Regions from separate parts of the Mus musculus genome. Here all the other regions are linked to region 2. The links are chromatin contacts, called in public promoter capture Hi-C maps. All regions are on one chromosome and are shown on one strand. Each heading gives the region's core, a stretch centred on a gene start, on an enhancer-like site or on the middle of the called end of the contact. The rest is flanking DNA. Distances are from core to core; before and after follow the strand shown.

Region 1 (6,552 bases), core at 151-2,650, 1.6 Mb after region 2:
GCCCAGACCTGTCTCACTCCACCAGTAGGCTTCTGAGAAGCTGTGTTCTCCCCTAAGGGAACCAGAGACGGTTCAGGAATTGGAAAAGGAGGCAGAGACAGGAGACGGCCAGGGAGTGGGAGAGGAAAGAGCTGACTGGGGAGACCAGAGAGGCTTGGAGGGTGAAGGGCATACTGGGGGGGGGCTCTCCTTAATCTCCTGGGCTGTGGAGAATGGGCAACAGGGTTCAATGCCTAATGTCATTGCCTACATTGTCTAAAACTCTCTGTCCCTATTTGTAGTCTGTCAGGTGTCAGAGCAGTCCTTATCCAGCATTTAATAAACAGTTGCCCTAATTCTCAACCAGACTGAGAATCTGAGGCTGCCTGAGGGGGGGTCTTTGAATTCTTCTTGGAGCCAAACGTTCTTTCAGGCCTGAGAATAATCCCTCTGTTATATGTATGTGTGTGTGTGTGTGTGTGTGTGTGTGTGTGTGTGTGTGTGTGTGTGTGTGTGTGTATGATTTTGAGACCTAATCTTCCTAGAGTGTTAGAGTGGCCTCGAACTCACAGAGATCCTCAGCCTCCAGACTGCCAGCATCTCTCCAGAGTTGCCGCGCCAGCTTTCCTTTTTAATCAGGATTCACAGGCATACCCCAGAGTCCTTTGCAAGTCTTCCTTCCTCAGGCCCATTACGCGTTGAAAAGGATTACCATGGACAATGTGGGAGTAAGAATGAGGTTTTTTTCCTCCGTCTTGGGTCCTGCCGCTGTGACTGTGCCTTTAACCCTTTCTTACCCGCGCTGGGCAAGGCAGCAGCCCCACTCTCACCTGCACACAGCCTGGAACCGTTCACAGGCTCCTTCCGTTTCCTGGGCTCCCCCACTCTCAGACAGACACTAGCACGCGGTCTCCGATCTCTCCCGCCAAAGATCGCAGCACGTGCCTTCTTCCTGCTGCTCCCCAACTACTTTAGACACCAACGGGACAGAGTGCCAAGGGACCACGAAGGGCGCAGCTGTGGACTACGGAGGCGCGTGGGCACCGGGAGCAGGTGCTTAGCACGAGGGTGAGGTCCTGGGTAGCGGCTCAGCGGGCGCCACGTCCATCATCCTGCCAGGCCACAAGAGATGCGCGCGGAGTCCGGAGCGGGAGGTCGTGGGTCCCCAGGGAGCCTGACCTTCCACGTGTCCCCACCGTGGCTGGGACAGTCACTGCGGGACCGGCGGAGCGCGCGCGTGGGAGTCGCGCAAGCCACGGGCGCAGCATGCTTTCCTTACCTGCAGGCACTCGTGGGGAGGGTCTGTTCCGGCTCGCGAGCGGCAGCCCTAAGGAGCGCAGTGGCGGGAGCGTACTCTGGCGGCCACCTCCCCCGCCTGCTTATGAAGGCGGCCTGGCCGAGCACCCGCCGGCCTCCCCGCCCCCGGCCGCCCCGCCCCCGGCCCGCACCCCGAGCCCCAGGCGGGTGCCTCTGCGTTGCCAGGGCGCCCCCTGCCGGGAGCGCGGCGCTCGACCCGGCCCGTAGGGCTGCAACAGGCAGGGTAACCCGCCTTGCCTCTCTCTTTCCCTGCGGCTCATCCTGGCTTCAGGGTGCAGCTGGCTTGTCTTTAGGTTTGATTTCTCTGTAGGAGACTTTGTCCCTCGATGGTTGTCTTCCTGTGCCTGACCCTGCGCGTCTGTGAACCCACCTGGCTCCTTTTTTCTGTGCGTCTTTCTGCCTACACATCCTTGTCCGTCACCATGTGCACCTCTGAGCCTCACACCCTTACCCCTTTCCTATCCACTTTCTCTTTTGCCCTTAACTAAGTCAGTAGGAAGCAGAAGGAGACCCCTTGGACAGGGCCCTCCCTCCCTAATATCTGAAGAAACAGGGACTCAGGACATTCTGTCTGTCCCAGCCAGAAGCCCCAGGACCTGCCCGGGGCAGACCACTTCCCAGGCAGTGGAGCCAGACTGTCTAGGCCCACAGGCCTGCTCTGGTGACTTCGGGGGACTGGCCAAGGCTCTATAACCCGCAGACACTATCCCCTGGTTTTTCTTCCTTCACGTTATTGGGAGAGTTATAAGAGACCGAGTTTGGAACATGCACAGGAAACAAGGAAAGGCAACCGCTGGGTGCCAGTGGGCCTTATCCAGTTCCCCAAGGGCCACCACCTCCCTTCCCCTGAAAGCCAGTCTGGTTTTGAAGTCTCTGATTCGTTTCCTACTGTGAACTCCTGGAGGTAGGTTTGAATGCCACCACCATTTGAATACTTCCTCATTTCCTCCTAAGAGGAGGGTCTTATCATCGCTACTGAAGCTGACAAAACCCATCTGTACCTCTAATCCCCAACAGCCAGAGATTTGAAAGCAAAGATCAGGTTTCCCTGAACTCCATCTTCCTGGGCACCTAGGATTGATCACTTCTACCCTGAAGTTCCGTCTTAGGTCCAGGCATCTTCTATATGAGCTCTACTATTGAGCCCATTTTACAGGAGGAAAAGCAAGGCCCAGAGACAACATGTGACCTCATCGGTAAGTTCAGGGCCGGAACTGGAGCCTGATGCCAAAACCCAGGAATGCCTGGGTTTGTTTTCATTTGTTCTTGTATTTTAATAATTAATGCTGTTTATTTACAGCGGTGCTAGGAAATTTCCCTTGAGAAATAAGTTTATGTTTTTACAAAGTGAGACCAAGTATTGGGTAAATTACTCCTTATTTATGTATTTCATAGCAAGGTCATAATGGCAAAAGCCATTGGGGCGGTGAATAAATGAAACTTTGGTCATTTCCCGGCAGTCCTCGTCTGTAAGGAGCTGAGAGTTAAGACAGCAGTGAGCTCAGAACACAGCACTTGGCAATTACTTGCTAGCTAGCGCCAAAGGGCTCAAGATGACAAAAGGCTGGAGATTGTATCTGTGTGCCGAGGGACATCCGCATCATAAATGATCCCCCTTCCCAACATTGGCAGAGCTGAGAAGCTGAAGCAGCAGGCGCTGAAGGCTGAAGGGTCCTGTCTCTTACCACGGAGCCCCTCTCCTCTGCCCCCAACACCACACATGGAGAATGAGCAATTCTGGCTTGACTTATGGCTAGCCTGAGTCCATTGTGTCTTCATGGAGAATCGAAAGCACTCTCCAAGGGATCGGAGTGGCTGCTGATCTCCTTCTGCCACCTTCTTCGCTACACTTTCCCTGTTGTTGGTCTCTGACCCTCTAGAATTCAGTTGAAGAATTCAGCTCAGTGGTACAGCATTTGCCTATGTGCAGGAGACCCTGGGTCCCAGATTCAGCACAGAAGGAAGCAATCACCTGAGATGGTGTCTCCCAGCATCCCTTGCTTCCCTGATCTCTGGGTACCACTTTTGATGCAAGGAGGGGGGTCAGGCCTTCACATCAGGAGCCCAAACCCGCCCCCACCCCACCCCACCCCCTGCCCTAGCTCTGTCCTGGCTGGTTGGTAGGCTGACAAGGTACCTCTGGTTAAGCTGTTTGGTCCAGAACATTTGTAAATGGAGCCCAGATTCTGCAGGGCCAGGCCTGCTCAGCCGGTGGAAGCAGCCCCTTACATAGAACTCTCGCCGTCTTTTCTCCAGGGTACGATTCCGAGAAATAGGAAATGGCACCACCTGACCTCCAAGCTCCCGTGCCTGAGAGCTGTTCGTTCTTTCTCTTTGTCCATATTGACTTCATGCCATGAGCTCCCTGCTTGAAGTAAGGCCCAAGTTTCATAGTCACAGCTGGGTTGACTCACACACCTGTAATCCTAATATTCAGAGGGTTGAGGCAGGAGGATCACAAATCCAAGACCAAACAACTGCAGAGAGAGACCATATCTAAAAAAAAGGGGTCAGGGATACCAAGTAAGAGCCAGGGGTCCAGAAGCTTAGAGTAGGGACCTCAGTGGACAAGGACAAAGGAGAGGAGACAGCTGGGCCCCTGGGGGTAGGAAAGACATCTGAACTCTGGTAGGTGTTTAAAGGTGTGATTGTTATGTTTCAAGCAAAGCTCCGGTTTTGTGACTCCCGGGGCTCCCTCTGGCCCCACCTTCAACTCAGTATAAAAATGAACTTGGAGATTTGGATGGAGGGGCCTGCTGTATGGCTTCCTGAGTCCACACAGTGGGTCAGGCCGCCCAGAGCAGCCCTACATCCAGAATGGGGAGTAAAGTCCAGTAAAGTCCATCCTGAGCCGTCGGCTGAGGAACACTTCCTTTGTGCCTGTCAACCAGATGCAAAGCTCTTCTTCACAGTAAGCCTCATTTGGTAACCATGGAGGCAGACTCTCTAGCACCACTCTCCCCCTAACCCTCTCTTTAAGAGGAGGGTCTCACTGAAGATTGGTGACACACACCTTCAATCCCAGCACCTGGGGGGCAAAGGCAGGCAGATATTTGAGTTTGAAGCCAGCCTGGGAGAGAGAGAGATTGAGAATCATGTTGCCCAGGATAGCCTCAGACTGATATGTAGTCAAGGATAGTCCTTCTGCCTCCACTTCCTGCATTGCATGCTGGGATTGCACACGTGTGCTACCACATATGTGTATGTTCTGCTAGGGGTTGAGCCCAGGGCTTCATGTATGCTATGTGAGTACTCTACCCTCTGAGCTATATTTCTAGCCCCACTGGGGTAATCTTAAACTCCCAATCTACTGCCTCTACCACCCATGTGCTGAGATCACAAGAACAGACCATCTTGCTCAATTCATGAAGTGCTGGCCCTTGCCCTTGTCTGGTGAACACTCCCCTAACTAAGCTACATCCCTAACTCCATTCTCTCTCTTCAAAAGAGGACACATTCAGCTCCGCTAGGACAGGTTAAGCACTTTTACACATTCCACAGAGGTTTATTAGGTGCCGAGTATGTGGTCAAAGCTGCTCCAGGAAGTACAGATACATGGTAACAATGTGAAGGTGAGGGGCATTCTCAGGAGTCAGCTGACAGAAACAATGCACATCATGAGTGAGTAGGTTACTGGCTACAGAGATGATAAGGGCAGGAAGCCAGAGCAGATAGATCCAGGTGTGCTGAAGAGCCAACTCTAGCACCTGACAGAGGGAGAAAAGAGAAGGCTGGCCTTGGCCACTCAGACAGGAAGGAAAATCCAAACCCGGGGATAATCTAGGTTCTTATGCAGTATGTAACATACTCTCCTGGGGCCAAACATCCAGTCCTAAGCTTAATTTGATCCTGCCTCTCCCATCCCCCATCCCCCACTCCCCATCCGCCCATCTCCCCTACCCACCCCCACCCCCGTCTAATCTCATCTCTGGTTGTTTGTCCTCATACCATTTTCCATCATGGGCAGACCCACATCTGGTCCCCTCACACATACAACTCTACTTCCCTAGGCCCCCATATGTCAGCCCTGCTCCCAGCTCCTGGCCCACAGGGTGTCTGTCCTCCAGCCCCAACTGCCCTTTGAGGAAGTCCTTCTGACAAAGGCCCGGAGGAGTCCGCCCTGTAAGAAAAACCTCATTGTCCACCAAACAGTGCGCCCGTTTTTGTCCTTAGTTCTCAAGGGACTTGTGAGCTGGGACTCCAGGCTGGGAGAGGGAGCATACAACTTCCTACTCTCAGGCCCGCAGAGGCTGCAAGCCAAGAGCAAAAGGTCAAGGCTGCCTTCTAGGAGCCGGATCCCAGAGGCCAGGGCAGACGCAGGCAGGCACAGCAGCCACCCTTCGCCACAGTAAGTCAGGAAAGCCGGCTTCTCTTAACAGTAGTGAGAGAGCGTGGCTGTGTGTGAGACAGCAGAGGAAAGATCTCCTTCCCACGGGCATTCTATCATCCAGCCTTCTTTCTGTCTGCCGGGCCATCTGTCCATCTTCCATGGATCCATAGGACATAGGTTTTGCAGAGGCTCTGCTGAGTGGGACACCACTTTTGCGTCCCACTTCCGGCTAAATGTGGCAGTTGAATGTGGATCAGAATGCTAAGTCACAGACAGGTCACAGCAGCAGCAATATATATTTTTAGAATTGGGATTGGGGGGGGGGGCGTGTGTGTGCACCGAAGCTACAGTGGACCTGTAGAGATTAAAGGACAACTTTTGGCAATCAGTTCTCTCCTTCCATCTTGTTGAGGTAGGCTTGCCAGCCCTTAAGTTCCCAAGTCATTCTCCCATTTCAATTTTCCATTTTGCCTCAATAGTGGCCTCTAACTCTAGCTCCCGGAGATCCAACCACCCTCTTCTGGCCTTTGTAGGTACCTGCACGCATGTACACACACACACACACACACACACACACCACACCACACTCCACCACACGCACACTCGCGCACACACACAACACACGTAGAGAATAAATCTTTACTAAGTTATAACCCTCATGGTGATCGCTAGCAAGGCGAGCCAAACGGCCTCTAATTGACCTCCTGGTCTCCCAGCACGACAAAGAGTGGTTCTCCTTGGTAAACAAAGGCTTATCTGGACGGCTGGGAGGAGCCTAGATTTGCTGTTTGATGTGCTAAGACTCCTGCCTCTCAGCTTTTGCTTCTAAATAAAGTCTGAGGTCTTGAATTCAGCTTTGGGGCTGGGCGGCGGCACTAACTTTCCCCCTTAGCAAAACTTGTTTTCCTCCCTGTATGCACAGGCCC
Region 2 (6,572 bases), core at 974-3,473:
GGCCCTGGGGCCTTGCTTCGGCTCCAAACCTGCTCAGCCACAATTCCTTCCAGGTGCCCTCATCTGTAGAATGGGGATAATAACAGTGTAGTGTGGTATGGTGTGGGGATCAGGAAGCGCCAGAGTGAAGTGCATGTGGTAGGGTCTTGCTACAGACCAGTGGCCATCATTTCTACTGTCCTGTGAACGAGAGGGAAGATCTTGGCCCCAGGCCGAGTAGCAGCTTTCTCTGTATTGGGTGGTTGAGGGAATGGAGGTTCCGAGAGGTGGCCCCACAGCTGACCTGCCCAGGGCTGTTCAGCTAGGACGTAGTGGGCAGGACTTTGTGAGGGATCCCTAGACTTTCTGATTTCAAATCTCACTCACTATTGCCTCTCTTTGCCGGACACACAAGCAAGTCGTAACACTTATTATCCACCTTCTGCATGCCAAGCCAGGCCTCATTCAGAGAGAGACTTGACTGAGAGCATTGAAAAAAACTTAGATAGAAAGCAATGATTTACAAGGCAAGAAAGCCAAGTCTTGCTTGAGGCAAACCACAATAAACGTTCAAAGAGTAAAGGCCTTCAGGGTGAGAGAGGGCAAACAGGCAGGGAAGGCTTCCGGGAGGAGGAGAAGTTTAAGCTGGGACTTAAGGGACCAGTGAAATAGCAGACTATTTTTTGTTTGTTTGTTTATTTGTTTATTGGTTTTTCAAGACAGTATAACCCTGGCTGTCCTGGAACTCACTCAGTAGACCAGGCTGTCTTTGAACTCAGAAATCTACCTGCCTCTGCCTCTCACATGCTGGCATTAAAGTCATGTGTCACCACCTCTTGGTGGTCTACTGTAGACTAAAGAGGCCTGTGTATTCCAGATCAAGTCTGATATAGCAACAGCTGTCGATTCTCATGGACCAAGCTCTGTGCCGAAGGCTTTGCATATACTGTGCCATGAGATTTCTCTGTGACTCCGACATAAGGAATGAGAGAGAGAGAGAAAAAAAAAAAAGACCCAGAGAATGGAGAAGAAATCTTGTCAAACAGCTTTCACAAAAGGGTTAGGGGACTGGATGTGAATTAAGAATGTCGAAGAGAAAGCCTGGGCTACCTGGTTTGTGATGATCTGATCAGGTCTTAACACGGGGACTCAGCCCACCCCCCCTCCTGTTGTGGTAAAATAATTGTTTAGGCCGGTCAATGGTGGCGCACGCCTTTAACCCCAGTGCTTGGAAGGCAGAGGCAGGTGGATTTCTGAGTTTGAGGCCAGCCTGGTCTACAAAGTGAGTTCCAGGACAGCCAGGGCTACACCGAGAAACCCTGTCTCACAAAAACAAAAACAAAAACAAAAACAAACAAACAAAAATTTGTGTAGAAGAAACCTGGAGGTGTTTGATTCAGGAAGGAAGAGTGCTGGGTCCTGTTGGGGAAAATGACCTGACAAACTCTGGACCCTCACCCACGCTGTGCCTGTCAAGGGCGGGGCAGAGTTTGGGAGAGTGGAAAGGAGCTCTTTACTAGAACAAAGACTCCCGACCTGGACTGTCCTACATTTGACTGCCAATTCTCAGATCAGCGAATCTGTGAATGACCCGAGGCACAATATCCCGCCCCTCCGACTCCCTGGTCTTACCCATCCCACTTCTCCGGATTGATGGGATAAATTAAACAACATAACATATATAATGGTCTAATCTTAGTGTACTGTACGGGCGTACAGTAGGCGCTCAATAGAGGTTAGTTTTTTTCCTGAAGAAAAACATAAAAGGGAGGCGCCACCCTTCCCTGCCCCTCTGCCAATTAAAGCCTGGAGGAACAGGTTCCTGGGTTTCATTTGAAGAGAAAGAGGACATATTGGTTATATTAATTAATATATTAATAAATGATTTAACCTAACTAAGCAACAAAGCGAAAACAAAAGGTTTTGTGGCCAGGGAAATGCACTTGAGGGTCAAGACTCAGGTCCCGACTCTGACTCTCTTTCAATGTTTGGCCCCACCCCCAAGGAAAAGAGGTCCGCTCCTCAGCGCTCTTCGCTGTACTGTTGGTCCTTATGCTGGGTGTTCCAGATGCACCTCCTGCCTCAGTTTCGCCTACTGTTACAAGAGGACGCTGAAGTCAGCAGATGTCGCGGCCCCTTTAAGCCACTAAGCTCCTGTCGTAATCGCTGTTTCTTAGACTAAGCCTTTCCGGGGGTGGGTGGGTGGGAGGAGCCTATATATATTGTAGCAGCCAATCGAGGCGCGGCATTTTCCGCGGGAGATCCGAATTTGGCGGCATATAGTTTGGCGCTAAAAAAAAAAAAAAAGAAAAAAAAAAGAAAAAGAAAGAAAAAAGAAGAAAGAAAAGAAAAAGGAGTCCAAGCAAGGGACGGGAACTAGAGGGGTGAACGCAGAGCTCAGCAGGGCGCACAGGACACCCTTCGCGGGTCAGAGCACACGAGTGTCCGCGGGGTCCGTGGGCATTCCGGGACGCTTTCACGCACGGGCGCGACTCCGGACGCCCAGATATTCGGGGCACGAGCCGGACCGGGCCAACTCCTGGCAGTGCCACCTGTGCCACGCGATCTCCGAGTGGCGATCTCCGAGCTCGGCAGCGCTGGGCGGCGGGCCAGGAGGGGAGGGTCCGGCCTTGCCCGGCGGGCGTCCATTGGCGGCTGCTCCCGGCGTCCGCGGTGCAGCCGGCTGCAAAGCCCGCAGGTGCCCCGCGCGCGCGCGCCAGACCCGAGTGGGTAGGGGGCGCCGCACTCGCCATGCTGCGCGCGCCGCGGACCCTGGCTCCGGCCACGGCGCAACCTACAAAGAGCTTGCCGGCGCTGAACCCCACCGAGCTGTGGCCTTCGGGTCTGAGCAGCCCCCAGCTCTGCCCGGCCACCACCGCCACCACCTACTACACTTCGCTTTACACGCAGACGGTGCCTTCCTCTGTGGCGCTGGGCACCTGCCTCGACGCCACTCCCCACGGACCCGAGGGCCAAATTGTGCGATGTGCACCCGCAGGCCGGCTGCCGGTAATGCTGGGGGACCCCCTGTACTTCCCGTATACGTGTCTGGGTGGGGAAAAAGGAGAGAGGGTGCTTGGGACGCCCTACGGCTTGATTACAGCTGGTTGAGGTGGGGAAGCGGGACTGGCAGTAGAGAGAACCCTTTCATTTTCCGACTCCGTGAAGTAATCTCGCCTGCTGTCGCGGACTGCAATGAGCACTGGTCAGGGGAGCCTGGAGACCTAGCCCAGTGCCCCTAGCGCCTGCGTGACCTTGAGGAAGCTTCCAAGGCATCGACGATGCTTAAGTTCATTCATTCTTTCATTGTTTACGCCAGAACCAACACCTGCTTTTTCAGGCCAGGGGCTTGGCCTGTGGGATTTCCTGGTGACTTTAAATCCGCATAGGTCTCCCAGGTCTCTGGTCCAGCCTGGTATCTGGACCAGAGTTGTCTAGCCAGCTCCTTCTCAAGTGTTGTCCTCAGGTCCTCCCCACAGCCTGCTCATCGTCCGAAATAGCCAGTAGCAATGCAAATGTAGTCCGTCTCTTGGGTTTCCTGTTCAGATGGACTGTGACCTCGCGAGTGAGAGATGTGTTGTCAGGGAAGGCCTGGTGTGGTGGCGTTTGGGCTGTAGTACAGGGTTTGTGGGAATGGATGAGAAAGGGCCTGAGGGAGTTAGAGGGAGGGTTGGGGTGGCTGGTTTCAGCTCTGGTCTTCACTGTGTATATTTGGATGTCAGGGCCTCTGTTTCCTCTTCTTAAAAAAAAAAAGTTTTAAAATTACATTTATGTGGGGGATGGGACCGTTTGTGCCACACTGTGTTTGGAGGTCAGAGCACAACTTTTCAGAGTTGGTTTTCTTTTTCAGAGTGGGTCCTGGGGATCAAACTCAAGCTGTTCAGCTTGGTGGCAAACTCCTCTACCCACTGAGCCATCTCGCCAGCCCCACCTTTCCTCTTCTAGAAAATATATCTTCCTTGGCTTGTCTCCTCTGTTAGTTCCAGGTTTGGAAGCAGGTGTCAAGGAGGGGAGATGGTATTTGTAGGGTATGGTAAGTCTAGGGACAGGGATAAGACCACCCTGTGTCCCCAGGGTATTTTGTCCGACCTGTGGCTCTGTCTTTTCTTTCTCCACCCCTGGGGCAGGCTCAGAGCTCAGTGGTCACCTCTCTGGCTCTAGGCAGAGCCAGCCTCATTTTCTGCCTTTGGAGTCAAGCTTTAGTTTTACCTCCCATGATCCCTTTCCTGGGAGTGCAGGAAGTGGCATGGCTGTGTTGTCATGCCCATTTTACAGGGCAAGAAACTGAGGATGAGTGGTGTTCTGTTGCTGTGTCGGCTCTTGGGCATTTTCCAGCCGCATGCATTTGTGTTAGCTTGTGAAGTAAGCTGAACAGGAAGAAGCTTTGTGTTGTGGAAGCGGAAAATCGAGGGTCAAAGTTCATCCAGCGAAGTGACCCACAAATCAGCTCTCTATGAGGCTGGGCTTTACCCCTGAACTGCTCATTCTAGGAGCTAGGTGCCCCTGGGAAAGGGGACTCTGGAGGGCTAATCTTGCCTTTGACCACCTGCTTTTGGATGTAGAGTGTCAGTAACAGCTGGGGTTTTGAACTTCCCCACCAACTCTGCACCTGTCTGCTCTGTCCTCCCAGGGCGGGCTCAGGGATCTTAGCCAGAGTGGCTCTTGCATGCCAGACACAGCTTGGCACTCTGCACCAGTTATCTTGGTTAGGGGATGAGGCTCTCTACAGGTGAGGAAACCGAGCCGAGTGAAGACATTGCCCAACTCACAAGGCCAAGAAGTGGGGAGGGTGGGGGGGGGTGTCATCCTTGCATCAGACTCCCTAAAAGCCTGCCAGGCCCAGAGACCATCTCTGGTCCATCTCCAGATGCTGGGGCCCCAGTGCCCCGTGGGCAGGCCTAACCCCCTGCTTACTCATTTTACAAGGGTGTGACCTGGAGCTGCTCCAAGCCCAACCCTGGGTGTGGCCTTCTGCTTTGTGGCTGCAAAGTGTGGGGTGAGCAAGATTTGTTGGGGAGCTGGCCACCAGAGGGATGACAACCGTGGCTCTGTAGAAGTCAGGCCAGGACTTAGGTCTCCTCGCTTCCTGCCCACTGGTCCTGCTGTCCGCTAGCAAAGACTCCCAAGCTCCCCTGTTGAGTCTCACCTCTGGCCAGGCTCGTGACATTTTCTCTGGGTCCTACAGCTGGTATCTGCGAGGACAGTGGGGGCTCTTCTGGGTTTCTCTTTGCCTCTTAATTTGTGTTATCCACATGGCAGTCCAGGAACTCACTATGAAGACCAGGCTGGGCTCGAACTCAGAGATTCACCGGTTTCTGCCTCCTGAGTGCTGAGGGCCACACACCTGGCTGCTGTTATTGAGACAGGCTCTCGCTGTTGCCAGGCTGGTCCTGAATGCCTAGGCGCAAATGTCCCAGCTAAGCTGGGCATACATACATACACTCCTGGGGAAACTGAGGCGGGGAGACTGTTGAAGGTTCCAGATCCAGCTGAGTGCGATGGCCCAGGCCTTTACTCCCAGTCCTCTGGCGGCTGAGGCAGGTGAATCTGTAAGTTGGAGGCCAGCTTGGTCTACAGAGAGAGTTCTAGTACAGCCAGGGCTACATAATGAGACCCTGTCTCAAAACAAAGGGATTCTGCCTCGGCCTCTCCAATGGCTTAGCCTATAAGACAAACATAATTAAAAAAAAAAAAAAAACTCTACCCACACCAGGCCAGGAGATGACGTATAGGTTCAGGGATAGGGTGACATGTCCCAGGCTGGCCTTTGGAGCCAACAGCAAAGTGGTCCCTAAATTTTTTTCACCCCAGTGCCTGCCCTAGATTGGAAAGGAGACTCAGGTCCCCGCCTATGTGACCTTGGCTTTCCCTTCTCTGATCTCTGTGCTCCCTGTGTTTCTATGCCAGCCCCTCTGTTCCTCTGGGGCTCCTGAGCAAGGGGTGTGGTCTACACTTAAGGGCTCTGCAAATAAATCCTAACCAGGGCTGTTCCAGGGGGTCCAGATTAGAACCGTACTGACCTCTGGGTGTGTTCACAGACTTTTGCTCTCCCTTAGCACTGCTGTCTTGTCAAAGTTCACCCTCGAACTTCACTCACGGGGATACCCTTGCCAGAGTGGCTGCAGCTGCTGCACCGGCCTGCTGCATTACCTCACTGTCTCCTCAGAACGAGCAGGCTGGCCCAACTCTCAGTGGGTCAAGGTCATCTGACCTCCCAGCTCACCTAGCAAAAGGACGGAGAGGTCCAGCTTTGACCCCATCTGACCCCAAGGCCTGTGCTTGGCCTCTCCTGGTGCCACCTGGCCTTTGCAAGCTCAACCCAGCCACATGCTGACTTCTTTCTGCGGGTAGCATCCAAAGATGTTAGGCCGGTGTCCTTAGGTGGGGTTCACACTGCTACTTAGGGACCCTGGGGTTGCAATGAGTGTGCATCCAGTGAGGGACGGTGGGAGAGGAGGAGGCAGCGTGTGAACACATGAGGTGTGGGGAGCAGATGGCATAGGGGGACCTTGGCCCCATGTTCTAGCAGTTCCTGGGGGAGTGTGAATGGACCGTTCTTGTAGCCTGGCATATATGGCTTTGGAGTTGGACAG
Region 3 (6,502 bases), core at 75-2,574, 1.2 Mb before region 2:
AGCCTGGCTGCTACACTGAAATGCACAGACTGGAGAGATGGCTCAGTAGGTAAGAGCACTGGCTGTAGTGGAAAGATGTTTCCATCCCAGAACCCACATGGTGGCTCAGGACCACCATAACTCTAGTCTGACCTCCGTCGGCACCAGGCATGCAGGTGGTGCATATATGGATGCAGGCTAAAACCCCATACATAAAAAAAGAAATAGGCCGGCTGTAACTTCCTCATTTAGAGGTATGTATTGCCTTCCATTTGATTTGTGGGGATTTTGTGTGCTAGTTAGACTCAACTCACCTGCCTCACTTCTTCCAGCCAAGTAACTCACTCATTTCTTTTAATCCAGAGACAGGATTTTTCTTTTCTTTTCCTTCCTTTCTTTCTTCCTTCCTTCCTTCCTTTCTTTTTCTTTCTTTTTTTTGGTTTTTCGAGACAGGGTTTCTCTGTGTAGCCCTGGCTGGCTGCCCTGAAACTCACTTTGTAGACCAGGCTGGCCTCGAACTCAGAAATCCGCCTGCCTCTGCCTCCCAAGTGCTGGGATTAAAGGTGTGTGCCACCACTGCCAGGCGCAAGCCAAGTTTTATTAAGCTTGAGAAGTAGCTTCCTACAGGGGAGGGGGACTCAAAAGAGAATTGCCCACAGTTTACATTTTTTTCTTGCCAGTGCTTAAGCTTTTAGATATCCCATGTCTTATAGCACTGGCTAGCCTAGAAGTCACTGTGTAGCCTTGGCAAGCCTCATACTTGATATTCTCCTGCCTCCACCGGCTGAGACGCTAGGAGAATGCCACCACAGCCGATTTGTACCCAGCTATTTTTACACGTGGGATGGCTTTTTCATTTCTAAAATTAATTAGTCGTCGATTTTGAAAGGTACACGTTTCATATATCCCTGTCTTATTCCCGAATTATCTTAGTGACCTTAGTAGTTGCTCTGGTGCTGGAATGTGAGAGTGAACGATATGGGGCCCGCCCTGCTCTTCTACAGTTAGTAACATCAGCAAATTATCTACTCTATGGAAGGGACTTAATGCGGATTAAATTCAAGAGAGACAAGGTTCTTTAGAGCTGGTGACAGGATACGCAGTCCCCAACCAGGCGTCCCATTCTATGTGGTGACAGGTTCGGAGCACTTCCTCATCCTTGTCGTCCCTCCCGGGCCCCGCCCCCGCCCCGCCCCGTTTGCGCCTGCGCATAGCCATACCACGCGTCAGTCCCTCCCACTAAAAGGAGCGTGAGAGGCCGGAAGAAACTGACGCCATCGGGAAGGCTTGAGTCTGGGCCGCGGGCCAGAGGCCGCCGGAAGTGCTCAGCGTTGTTGACGGAAGTAGAGAGAAGGCTGTAATGGCGGCTGTGACTGAAGTTGTGGTGAGTATCACCGGCTTCGCGTAGGTGTCAGTCCGGGAGACGCCGGGGCTGAGGACATGGGTGGGATCCGGGTGCGGCTCCCGGGGAGACCAGGGTGCCGGGCCCAGGCCTGGGCCGTGGCCCCTGGCAGACGCCGAGCCTGAAGCCGGTTATGATCGCAGGTCCCCGCGGATGGCGCGGAAGCCAGGCCCTTGGCGGCCGAGGAGCTGGCGGCGCAGAAGCGGGAGCAGAGACTACGCAAGTTCCGTGAGCTGCATCTGAAGCGGGTGAGTGGCGGGGCTGCGGGCCAGGCTGGCAGTAGGGCTGGAGGAGCAGGAGGAGGAAGGCGCACCACGCACCAGATCTCCGGACCCGGCGTCCCCGGGACCAGATCTCCGCCCGCCGGTGGGTCTGGACTCGGGTTGAGATCGCTTTGACACACGTCAAAAGCCCCACCCGCCTGCTCCACCCGGCCACACCCACATTACCGGGTGTACCTTAGGTTTTTCCTCTTGTTCCATGATTCTTCGTTTTTCATCTAGGGAAATAATTGGTTAGAAATAGTAATCAGACCTTTCTCACCTTAAAAACAGCGAGCACACACTTTCCCTTTTCTCCGAGTTCAGACTCAAAAAAGTATAACTTATTTCCCATCTCTTGTTTGGATGTCTACTCAAATCGTAAGCATGGCTGGCGAGTCACTCTCAACATTAGCATTCTTTCCCAGAAGCTAGCTCCCTCTCACTTCTTTATGTGACTGCTTGGTCATCTGACCCTTTTTCTGAACCTGCTTGTTTTCTTGGACTATAATTCAAAAGGCATGCTATATCTTCTTACTGTCTCCCTTCTAGCACCTGCCAAGATTTTCAGCCTGCTTGACTTGTTTTTGTCTTGATCTCTTTTTTTTTTAAAGATTTATTTATTTTATGTATGTGAGTACACTGTAGCTGTACAGATGGTTGTGAGCCTTTATGTGGTATTTGGGGATTGAATTTAGGACCTCTGCTTGCTCTGGTCACCCCTGCTCTCTCCGGCCCAAAGATTTATTTATTACAAAAATTACTCTGTAGCTGTCTTCAGACATACTAGAAGACAGTGTGAGATCCCATTACAGGTGGTTGTGAGCCACCATATGGTTGCTGGGATTTGAACTTGGGACCTTTGGAAGAGCAGTCAGTGCTCTTACCTGCTGAGCTATCTCTCCAGCTCCTGTCTTTTTTTTTTGAGACAGGGTTTTTCTCTGTATAGTCCTGGCTGTCCTGGAACTCACTCTGTAGACCAGACCAGGCTGGCCTCAAACTCAGAAATCCTCCTGCCTCTGCCTACTACCAAGTGCTGGGATTAAAGTGCCCAGTCCAGCCCCTGTCTTGAATAAAGTGTTTCTTGGGCTGGCAAGATGACTCAGTGTTAGAGGCCCTTGTACAAGCCTGGCCACCTGAGTTTGACCCCTGAAACTCAGGGAGAAGTGGAAGGAGGGAGAGAACTGACTTCCGTCTTCACAGGGTTGTCCACAGAGCTCCACACAAGGCTAAGGCATGCGCATGCACACACAGAAATAAGAAAATGTATTTGTGGCTTTGTATGTATGTGTGCTCAAGTGTCATGGAGTGTATGTAGATGACAGGACAACAGGAGTAAGTCAGTTTTCTCTTTCCATAATGTGGCCTTTCCAGGGATTGATGTCATCTGGCTATGTAGCAGTCACCCTTACCCATTGAGCCATCTTGCTGGCTCAAAAGAACTATTTTTTTTCCTTTTCTAAAACATGGCCTTTGAGCCTCCAAGAATATAAAACAAAACAAACAAATGAGACAGTGCATCTCTGAACATTTACAATGTAAACAGTGGTTCTCAGCTTTCTTTATGCTCTGGTGACACACAACAATAAATTTATTTTGTTGCTGCTTCATAACTGTAGTTTTGCTGCTGTAAATATCTGGTATGTAGGGTATCGTATATGTGACCCTTGTCACGACCCACAGGTTGAGCACCACTGTTCTGCGTGCTGGGGATCATGGACCAAGCACCTGCTGCAGAAATCCTAAAGGCCAGAGTCCGGACACCTAGAACACATAAATAAATACTGGGTGGGTGTGGTGGCCTGCCTTTTATCCCAGCACTGTGGAGGCAGAGACAGGATCTCTGGAGCAAGCAGAGTAATGAGGCTGACTAGCAAACACTGAGTTCTGAGTTCAAGTGGCCATCCTTGCCTCAATATTTAAGGTAGAGATCAATTGAGGATACGCCCAACATCAGTCCTTAGCCTTCACATGCATGCACACCTGCACACGTGTGTCCATACACATGTGAATATACACAGCACACACACATAGTCCAACATTCACAGCCAGTATTCACATGCTAAGCAAAAACTCCAGTCCCACAAATATTTCTGTTCAGAAAGAGTTAATAGTAAATTATTGTGCTTAAATGTTGACTTACAGAGAGGCTGTCCACAGCCCATGCGCCTGGAGCTGGGAGCTTGCCTTCCTGGACCAGATGTCACCAGTGTGTGGCCTATGTGATATCTAACTTACATTTTCCTTAGACTAATGGACTCTGGTGGCTTGCAGCTGCCATTTCTGTGCTTGGACAGTTTATGGAGTCCTTGACTACAGAGGGAGATTGATGCTGAGGCTAGCCTAGAGTGCATTAGACCATGATGCTGAGGCTAGCCTAGAGTGCATTAGACCATGATGCTGAGGCTAGCCTAGAGTGCATTAGACCATGGTCTAAAGAAACCCAAACAAAGGAAATGCTGGTGTTACGCAGTGCTAAGATCCTCTGAATGCGAGCTCTGGGCGTTCCTTCCTTTCCCTTCTCTTGGAGTGACCTGGAGTACTGACTATGAACGACTATGAATGGTTTAGAGGTAAAGAGGCATGAAAGCCTCCAGTCCAAACTGAGGCTTTAAGAAACAAAACAACAAAAACAAACCAGGTTAGAAGGAGCCCATCCCTTAGGCCCGAGATGCTCAGTGGATGCTCTTGCTGTGAGGAGACTAAGGACCTAAGTTTGATCCCCAGAACCTGCATGGTGGCAGGAGATAGCTGCTGCCTGGGAGCTGACCTCTGATCTGCACACAGACCACCCGCCATGTGTGTGTCCACACAGAAAAGACAAGTACAGTTATAAAGAGGATTTAAAAAGTCTGTGATTGCTACTGTACTATGGCGGGGTACAGTTATGCTTTGTCAGCCTTTATTCTGAACCCCTTATGCAAGGGACCACCCATCTGAACAGGCAGAGGTGACGGCGCCCTCGGGCTCTGGAACGACAGAGCTCTGAGCACAGCAGTCTCGTTCTCTCTGTTAAACCTTCTCAGTCTTTTCCTGAGCTTAGTCACTTGCTGGGTTTTTATTGCGTGCAGTGGGGTCCCTTAGTCACTGCACATAAGACAGGGTCTGTGTGGGTCCCTCTCCTGTTTTACCTGATGGCCTTCACTCTTACGGTTTTAGAATGAAGCTCGTAAGCTGAATCACCAGGAAGTTGTGGAAGAAGACAAAAGACTTAAGTTGCCTGCAAACTGGGAAGCCAAGAAAGCGCGTCTGGAGTGGGAGCTCCAGGAAGAGGAGAAGAAAAAGGTTCAACTACATTGTGTTTTGTATGTGTGTGGGCCCGAGAGTTACAGGAGTCACTCCTCCACCCCCGTGCTCCTCCTGAAACAGGGCTCAGGTGGTCGAGCTTGGCAGCGAACACCTGTATCCCCTGAGCCACCTCGATGACCTGTTACTTGATATTTTGATAGTATTTTTTTTTTTCACTTAAAATAGGTCAAATTGTTAGCCATGGTGTGTCACACATATAGTTCCAGCACTTGGGAAGCTGAGGCTGGAGGATTGCTTTGAGTTTGAGGTCAGCCTGCGCTCAAAAAACAAAAAATGCAGGGTGGCACGGTGGGTAGTACAGTGGGTAGCGCTGCCTGTCTTTGCAGGAGTGTGCAGCTCGAGGGGAAGACTACGAGAAGGTGAAGTTGCTGGAGATCAGCGCAGAGGACGCTGAGAGGTGGGAGAGGAGGAAGAAGAAGAAGAACCCTGACTTGGGGTTTTCAGGTACAGCTGGCCTGGGCCTCTTGGACCAAGACTTCTGCTCAGGAGAGCGCATATCCGCTGAGCTTTGTTCGTGGAGAATTCTAGGAGGCCAAGGAAAGTCCTGTTGACTGCTTTGGTCCTTCGTGTACAGTTAGCCTTTGTTGTGGTAGCCATTGTGTTCTTTAGGCGTCTATATACCCCAGGCAGTCTGCAAACTCCGGGTCCTGCCTCAGCCTCCTGAGTGTTACAGGAGTGTGCCACCTCATCGGCCTGTTGGGTGGAGGCTGTGCTTAGGATAGTGCCCTGTGCGTGTAGGACAGTGGTAATGGTTTTCATTTTGTTTAGATTATGCTGCTGCCCAATTACGCCAGTATCACCGGCTGACCAAGCAGATCAAACCTGACATGGAAAGCTATGAGCGACAGAGAGAGAAGCAGTAAGTCCTGGGCAGAGTGCAAGACCGATCTGGGAGGGAGGTGGAAGCAGATTGTTAAAGGCACCTGTTTACAAACTAGTTAAAGGAGTTTTTTACTTATTTGAGACATTTCTACTCTGTGGCTTGGGCTGTCCTTAAATTTACAGCAATCCTCCTGCCTCATTGTCCTGAGTGCTGGGATTATATATGTTTGCCAACTTGCCTGACCAAACTCAATTTATTGATGAAGCAAGTCTTATCAGTGGCTGTCTCTTGGTAAAATTATTTACTGTTCTCATCATTGAACAGGCGTTAGGCCCTGACTTTCCTTGGAGAGATCCCGCCTGGGGCTGGCTTATAGGCTATTCACCCAGCCTGGCTCATCCTTTGGGAGCCTGCATTTTCTTTTCTTCTTTTTCCTTTCCTGTGTAATGAGTATAGTTCTGTGCTGTCTCTCATTACCAGTGGTAGTGTAGTTTGAAATTACACTGGAGTACTCCTTCCTGTCTGACTGGAAATTCTTCTTGCTGTCTTCTTAGTGGAGAAGATTTTTTCCCAACATCCAACAGTCTTCTCCATGGGACGCACGTGCCTTCCTCAGAGGAAATTGACAGAATGGTTTTAGACCTGGAAAAGCAGTAAGTACTCAGCCGGGATCGCGGGGGCGCCCCGTACTCTGTGAGGGAGTGGATGGGAGGTAGATCTGAGGCCGAT
Region 4 (7,105 bases), core at 4,430-6,929, 1.2 Mb after region 2:
GTGGGCCATCATGTGGGTGTTGGGAATTAAACAGAATATCTGGAAGAGCAGCCAGCGTATTTAACTGCTGAGCCATCTCTCCAACCCCTAATTTTTTTTTTTTTTTAAATAGGCTATGTGCTAGAAATGCAGCTTGGTTGACAGAGTGCTTGCCCAACATTCATGAAGCCCTATCTCCAATACGCACATAAACCTAGCATAGCAGTACATGCCTCTAATCCTAGTATTTGGGAGGTAGAAGCAGAAAAAAACAGAAATTCAAAATCATATGTAACTTCACAATGATTCAAGGCCTGCTTGGGATTCAGGAGACCCTGTCTCAAAAAAAAAAAAAAAAAAATTAGAAAAGTTCTAAGTGTATAGCTCAGAAGATAACAGTTTCTACTCCGCAAGCCTAATCATCTTGAGTTCAATTGCCAGAACCCATACTGATGGCATAGGAAAGAACTAACAAAGTTGTCCTCTTAACACCACATAAACTGTGACACCAATACACACACAATTTAATTTTAAATCACATACATGCATACATACACACACACACCCCACAAACTCCAATTTTAAGTCATGTTTACAATTTTGTGTTGGGCCACATTAATAACTATTCTGGGCCACATCTGCAGACCCTGCAAGAATTTATGACAGAGGGAAACAAAAAAATGTAAAGAAGATAAGAATCTCCACTTGGAATTTTTTTTAGGATTTACGAGATTAGTCTGTAGGAGGGAAGGCCATAAAAAACCATTCACCTGTGAACTAAAGACAGCTTCTAAAGGTCAAGGGGTAGGGCCTAGGAGAGAGTAACAGTGAGAGCAGCACCTACACAGCTCTGCCTGCAGGTAAGTAGTCTTGAAAACATGTCATATACATTCACTGATACAATCTTCCACACTGTGAGGCAGGTGTTGTTACTAGCCTCATTTTTTGTTCTATTTTTATTTGAGACAGGTCTCACGTAGCTCAGACTGCCATCTAACTCCTATGGCCAAGACTTATAATGACCTTAAACTCATTTTCCTGCCTCCTCCTCCTTCTCAGTGCTGGGATTATAGTTGTGAGTTACCTGTCAGGCTTGCTAGCCTCATTTTTCAAAGGATAAACTGAAGTCACAAGGCATGACCTAAAATTGCACATGCTAATAAATGACAGATCAAGGATTTCAACTCAGGCAGTCTGGCTCCAGAATCTATGCTTCTAACCACTCTAAGCAGCAGCAGCTCAAGAACACACATCAGCAGAATTTAAGCAACAAATGGAAACGAAGAGCCTCAAGAAAATGATGTGTAAGAAGTAGAAAGTGTTAAAGAAAAATAGTGAGCAACAGTCAAGTCATTAAGTTCAGTGTACCCACACTGCAACATTAACGACTAATTCTAGGTATTAAGTTGTAGAAGAAAAGGATCATGCTGGACAAATGGTTCCTCTGTTAAGATCACTTGTTACTCTTGCAGAAGGCCCAGGTTAGCTCCTGGCACGAACAGCCAGCAGTGATTCTAGTGCCAGGAAAGCCCACCACATTTTCTGACCTTTGTGGGCACCAGGCACACACACAGTACACATACATACGCACATACAAACAAAATACTCATTCACACAAAATAAACCTAGACACATACCAATTCTAAGCTGGGCCTGGTAGCTCAGGTCTGTAACCCTAGCTACTGATAGAAAGTGAGATAAAAGTAAGGAAAGTTCAAGGCTAACCTTGGTAACTTAGGAGACTCTAATTTTAAAAATTGAAAACTGATTTTTTTTTTTTGAGACATGGTCTCATGTAATTCAGACTAGCCTAGAACTGCATGTCACCAAGGTTGGCCTTAAACTTCTTCCAGATTCTTCTGTACTTTCCAAGTGTTAAGATTATAGGGATGTGCTGCCTTGACAAGCTTCTTAATTCTCAAAACTGCAAGGAAGGACACCATGTAGGTGACAAAACATTTAGTCTCTTCATTTGGAATAAACAGTATGAGACCCACGTCCCAGGGTAACTAGTGAAGAGGAACTCTTAACACTCTAAACTAACACCAGCAGTGGCAGACAAAGTGGAATAGCACTAACAAAAAACGCTTCAGTAAAAATACTTTGGATAGAAGAGATGAGCAACTAAAAGTAGAAACTCACAAGGGGCAAAACATCACATGACCAGGAAACTTGACACAGCAGGGGGTGAAGAAGGGGACAGAAATAAGCTACTATTTGCAAACACATAAATACAGGAAAATGAGGAAACAGGTTAAGTCTGGATTTGTTTTAGAAGAATAAAAGAATAATGTCCAGATGACTTTCTAGTTGATGGCAAATTTTCCAGATAGTGCAGCTGTAGAAAACACTGTACTAAACAGATGGATAAGGTCAAGCAAGAAAAGCTTAGCAAGTTTCAGTGAGCCCAGATTTGGATACAGCTGACTAGGCATATAAGTAAACAAATCTGAGGAAACAAACAGGAAGGCCTACGGGATGTACAGTAAATGAATAACCCTCAGACATTATTACCAAATATACTCATTCAACAAATATTTATTAAAGCCCACCATATGTATGGCAGTATCCTACCTAGGTGCCAGGGATACAGAATAACCATACCAAGTCAAAGCCCTGACTTCCCACAACTTACTTATGTTTGATCAGGGGAAACTGGCAGCAAACATTCTGCAAAGACTGAAAAGGCAGTATCAGAGAAATAAAGAATAGCCCTTTTACATTGAGGAATATAGAGAGCTGTTTATGGGAGAAAAATACACTCAATATGAATTGTTCCCTTTCATAAGAGATCTTGTAATTAAATGCCCCTTATCCTCTTTAAAAAAAAAAACAAAAAACAAAAAACTAAAACTAAAATGGAAGAACCACTTAAATTATAGCCCTATGAATCAAAGATCAAAGTTTGACTGTGCATTCAAGCCCCATCAATTCTCCTCCAAAAAGTACATTAGACCAAAAAAAAAGAAAAAAAAAATCTGCAGTATACGTATCATAAAAGTAACTAGAAATGTGGGGCAGCATTAGACTCAGTGGGTCACAAAAAAGAACAAGAGTTGGGAGATGGACTCACTGAGGGGAGAGCTGAGGGACAGAGGAGGGAGATAGGGTGGTCAAAATATAAAATGTTTCACATGTATGAAAATCTGAAATAAAATAATCTACAAAAATATTCCTAAGAAAACAAATCTTTTTGCAAAGATTTGTAAACTTTGTAAACTTTAGTCTTGATGGGTTTACAAGGATCACCGGAGCAGGGAATGTGTTTACTAAGCACAGGTATTGTCTCAATATGAAAACATCTTGAATTTAAATAAGAGTTTAACAGAATATAAGGCACTTTAGGGTCTTGAACAAATTGTTTAAAAACAAACTCCTTGTAAATACTCAGTTGCCAATCTCTTATGTCAAAATCAAACTAATTGTGTTTTTAATTTTTATTATTATTGTGTGCATTTATTTGTACACATACACACTGGCAAGAGTGTGAAGATCAGAAGACAGCTTTTGTTTTTGATTCTTCAAGACAGGCTGTGTAGATGAGTCTAGCCTCAAACTCAAGAGTTTGCCTCTGCCTCCCCAGGGCTGGGATTAAAGGCTAGGACCACTAAGGCCCAATGGAGAACAACTTTGGAGAGGATTCACTCCTTCCACTTTGGGTTCTGGGGGACCCAACTAAGGTAGTCAGGCCTGTTGGACAAGTGTTGTTATCCACTATACCATCTCACCAGCCCAAACTAGTTAATTAAAAAAAAAAAAATGGTGCACATATAAACCTTTTAAATATAGGCTAAAAAAAACACAATAGTAGGTAAGTATTCCAATTTTATATTCCTATATGTCACATTAAGGCTAACAAATTTTGGAAGATTTTGGAAGATTCAAGCTCCACAACTACCAACTACAGAAAGCCAATTTGAATCCACCACTCCAGTATTTTACAAACATCATTTTCTATACAAATGAGCAATAATGGGAAAAGTCTTGTTCAAACATGAGCCACCCTTACAGGGATGCACTGGATATCATTTGCTTTGCAGTGTTAATGTTCTTCAATGCTAGTGTGTACTATAATCAAAGGACACACCATTCTAGTGATCTAAAAATATTACTCAAGTTTTTAGGGTTAGAAATTAAAATCAAGGTTGGTAATTCAAGTAGCTCATTCCTGTAAGCCCAGCTCTTGAGAGGCAGAGACTAGGAGGTCCCTCTATGTTTAAGGTTAACCGGGGCTACATATGGAGACCCTGTCTCAAGATAAAAAAAAAAAAAAAATCCAAAAGCCCTTTTAATGGAAAAACTAAAGCATGCAACTTTGAAGTTGCAATCCTAACAAAGACAAATCAGGGGTATGACGAAATTCTCTTTTCACCTCATTCTTCAAACCATGCACTGAAGTTGGGTTCTTTACATCAAGTAAGTCACAATTAGTGTGGCAAAGAATTGCTCCTGCAATTCACCCGAGTATATAGCCAAGGGGTCCTTTAAAGATCATACCTACACAAGTGGCTGCAGACAGTGTATATTCCCTGACCAAAATAACTTAAACCTAAGATTTTGAACCTTCGGTATTTTAGGTGCATCTCAGGCAGCCTGAAGACAGGCAACAGGATTTCAACAACAACAAAAAAAAATTGCCACCTTACTCTGAACCAATGTGCTGGGTTGACCCACAAAGGCCGCAAGATGCTGTCTTAATTTGAATAGCCCTGACTTGTAGGAGTTAAAACTCTCACCCCTTATGCTGCGATGACGTAATCTTCCACACTGAATTTCTCCCAGAGTTAAAGGGGTGGAAAGAGGAATTTACAAAATAGTAATAATAACCGACAAAGAAAATTTCCTGCTAGGAACGAGGAACTGAGTAAGTGGCCAGGCGGGGTTTCGGGAGGTGCTTAGGCAGGTCCCGGATGGCAAAGAGGCCGGCCCCGGCAGGAGAGCCCCGGGAGCCGCGGGGCAGGAGAGGACACGGCGCGGGGCTGGAGACCGCCGAGGGGCGCAGGCGCAGAGCCGCCCGGTCCGTCACCTCGGCCCCGGCCCGGCCCGGCCCTGCGGCCGCAGTTCCGCTCCCCTCCCCCGCCAGCCGCAACGCGTCCGTGGCGGGGCCGGGGAAGCAGGAAGTCGAGGCCCACAACGGAGAGACAGCCCCCGGCCTCCGACCCCGGTCCGGACCGGGCGTCTCCCACCCCGCGCCCCGGGGCCTCGGAGCCCGCGGGCGGCCGGAGGGGGAGGGGAGCGGGTGGGATGGGTGTGCCCGGTCCTCTCGCCGCCGCCGCCGCCGCCGCCGCCGCTGACAGCTCGGCCGGGCTGTGCCCTCGGCCGCCGCCATCCCCGGCCGCGCCGCGCCGCCATTCCAGCCCTAAGCCTCGCCGCGACCCCGCCTCGCTTCCCTCAGAACCCGGGCCGGCGGGCGCACGCGACCCCGGCAAGCCCTCCCTCGCGGCCCACCGCCCGCAAGCACCGGGATGCCCCTGCCCGCGAGCATCCTCGAGAACCGAGAGAGGACGGGGGGGGGGGGGACACGCGAAGGGGACCGGGCGGCGCAGAAGACGCTCCCGCAGGGAGGCTTCTCGGGCCCCGCACTCACCTCAGCTTCTCCGCCGGGGCGTTGGCAGCACTGCGCGGGGCCTCCTCGGCTGCCGGACAGGGGCACGCGCCTGACGTCAGCACGCAGGGGACGCATGGTTGGGTGCCCGCGGAAGTGGGAGGGACAAAGAGAGAGAAGGGGCTGAGGGCGGCTCGGGCTCCGCCCCTTGGCGCGCACGCGCGCGGGCTGCGTTCCTTGCATGCTCTGGTTGGCTCTCTGCGCCTTTTAACGGTATTTTTTATCCGTAATAAAACTATGAACAATGATGTGCACGGTGTTGTAACTAAAGTTTATTTTGAGTCTTGCAACTTCGTGAAGAAAAGTGTTGTAAATATGTTTTACTTTTATATTTTTGTTTATTTTATTGAGACAGGGTGTCATTATGTAGCCCTTGCTATCCCAGAATGGCTATGTAGACCAGGCTGTCCCAGAACACAGCAATACTACTGCCTCTGCTTCCAGAGTTCTGATATTTCAAGAAATGTACTACCATGCCTGAGCTGTCTCTCTCTTTTTTGTTGTTGTTTTTTGTTTTTTGACAAGAGTTTCTTTCCATGGGTAGCCCTAGCTGTATTGAAACTTGCTGTGGAGCCCAGGCTAGCCTGGAACTCAGAGAATCCCTTGCCTCTGCTTCCTGGGTGCTGGGATTAAAGGTGTGCATCACCATACCCAGGCTACCGGGTTTGTTTTGTTTTGTTTTGTTTTTAATAACTTGAGACGTGATCTCGTTTAGCGCAGCCTGGATTTGAATGCTTAACTAGGTACCAGAGGTTGATCTTAAACTGCTAAGCCTCTACCTCCGAAGTGCTGAGCTTATAGGCGTGCCCCTCCATAGCCTGCCTCTTTGCTTCTCTGAGAGAGGAAGTGACTTGCTGTGCACAGCTTTATCTGTCTGTTTTTGGAGTGGGAGTTGAGTATCACCCTCGGTTTTGTTTAGAACTAAAGACTTTCCCCCTCAAAAAAGTCCTACATTTACTGTCCCTGAGTGCTCTCCCCTGGCCCCTTTGGTTGGATCTGACCTATCAAATCCTTCTCTTCCCTGTCATCTCGGCGCCTGTTGAATAGCTGCCTTCTCTGGCCGTGTACTAGCTGCTGGAGAATAGAGAGCCTAGCCTTCTGTCAGATGCTCCCCAACATTAGAGGAACCTTATCTCAGTAATGTTCTCTTGCGGGCTGGAGATGTAGCCCAGTCGGTAGAGAGCTTGCCAAGAATGCACGAAGCCCCACGTTAGTGCCTCTACCACATTCATAATCCAAGCTCTGAGATGGATGGCTGTAATCCCAGCACTTGGGAGGTGGAAGCAGAAAAATCTATGGTGACCCTTGGTTGCATAGAAGATTCAGAGTGTCCTAGGATACAAAACATCCATTCTCAAAAAACAGGAGGGTGTGTCTTAAGGAGGCAGAACTCTGAGACCTCAGATGTGTGCTCCTGCATCCAGCTTTATGTGGGCCCTAGGGATTCGAACTCAAGTCCTCACACCTGCGCAGCAATCACTTTGCCCTCTAAGCCACCTCCCAGCCTGCAATCTACTTCTT

What was found. Promoter capture Hi-C pulls out the DNA fragments that hold promoters and counts their contacts. Capture Hi-C pulls out chosen DNA fragments and counts their contacts.
Region 1: a promoter capture Hi-C map of pre-B cells shows a contact between it and region 2, with 3 times the contacts expected there. The contact joins the promoter of Alpl here to the promoter of E2f2 in region 2. A contact is called at or near these places in 2 of 39 promoter capture datasets (the C10 cell line and pre-B cells) and 1 of 115 datasets of contacts at active chromatin or transcription factors (large pre-B cells).
Region 3: a contact with region 2 is called in a promoter capture Hi-C map of pre-B cells, with 5 times the contacts expected there. The contact joins the promoter of Syf2 here to the promoter of E2f2 in region 2. A contact is called at or near these places in 4 of 39 promoter capture datasets (erythroid cells, hippocampal neurons, liver and 1 more), 1 of 115 datasets of contacts at active chromatin or transcription factors (thymic regulatory T cells) and 2 of 9 other capture datasets (adipose tissue and liver).
Region 4: a contact with region 2 is called in a promoter capture Hi-C map of adipose tissue. The contact joins the promoter of Cdc42 here to the promoter of E2f2 in region 2. A contact is called at or near these places in 1 of 39 promoter capture datasets (liver), 1 of 484 Hi-C or Micro-C datasets (B cells), 1 of 115 datasets of contacts at active chromatin or transcription factors (large pre-B cells) and 1 of 9 other capture datasets (adipose tissue).

Annotation. Positions count from the first base shown.
Region 1 is chr4:137,794,984-137,801,535 of GRCm38.p6, forward strand. Alpl (alkaline phosphatase, liver/bone/kidney) reads right to left here and starts at 1,401. Exons shown (of 12, transcript NM_007431.3): 1 at 1,259-1,401.
Region 2 is chr4:136,170,051-136,176,622 of GRCm38.p6, forward strand. E2f2 (E2F transcription factor 2) reads left to right here and starts at 2,224. Exons shown (of 7, transcript NM_177733.7): 1 at 2,224-2,988. The coding sequence starts at 2,731.
Region 3 is chr4:134,929,656-134,936,157 of GRCm38.p6, forward strand. It overlaps Syf2 (SYF2 homolog, RNA splicing factor (S. cerevisiae)), which reads left to right and starts at 1,325. Exons shown (of 7, transcript NM_026780.3): 1 at 1,325-1,363; 2 at 1,525-1,629; 3 at 4,801-4,926; 4 at 5,277-5,394; 5 at 5,719-5,809; 6 at 6,328-6,426. The coding sequence starts at 1,340.
Region 4 is chr4:137,352,080-137,359,184 of GRCm38.p6, forward strand. It overlaps Cdc42 (cell division cycle 42), which reads right to left and starts at 5,680. Exons shown (of 6, transcript NM_009861.3): 1 at 5,567-5,680.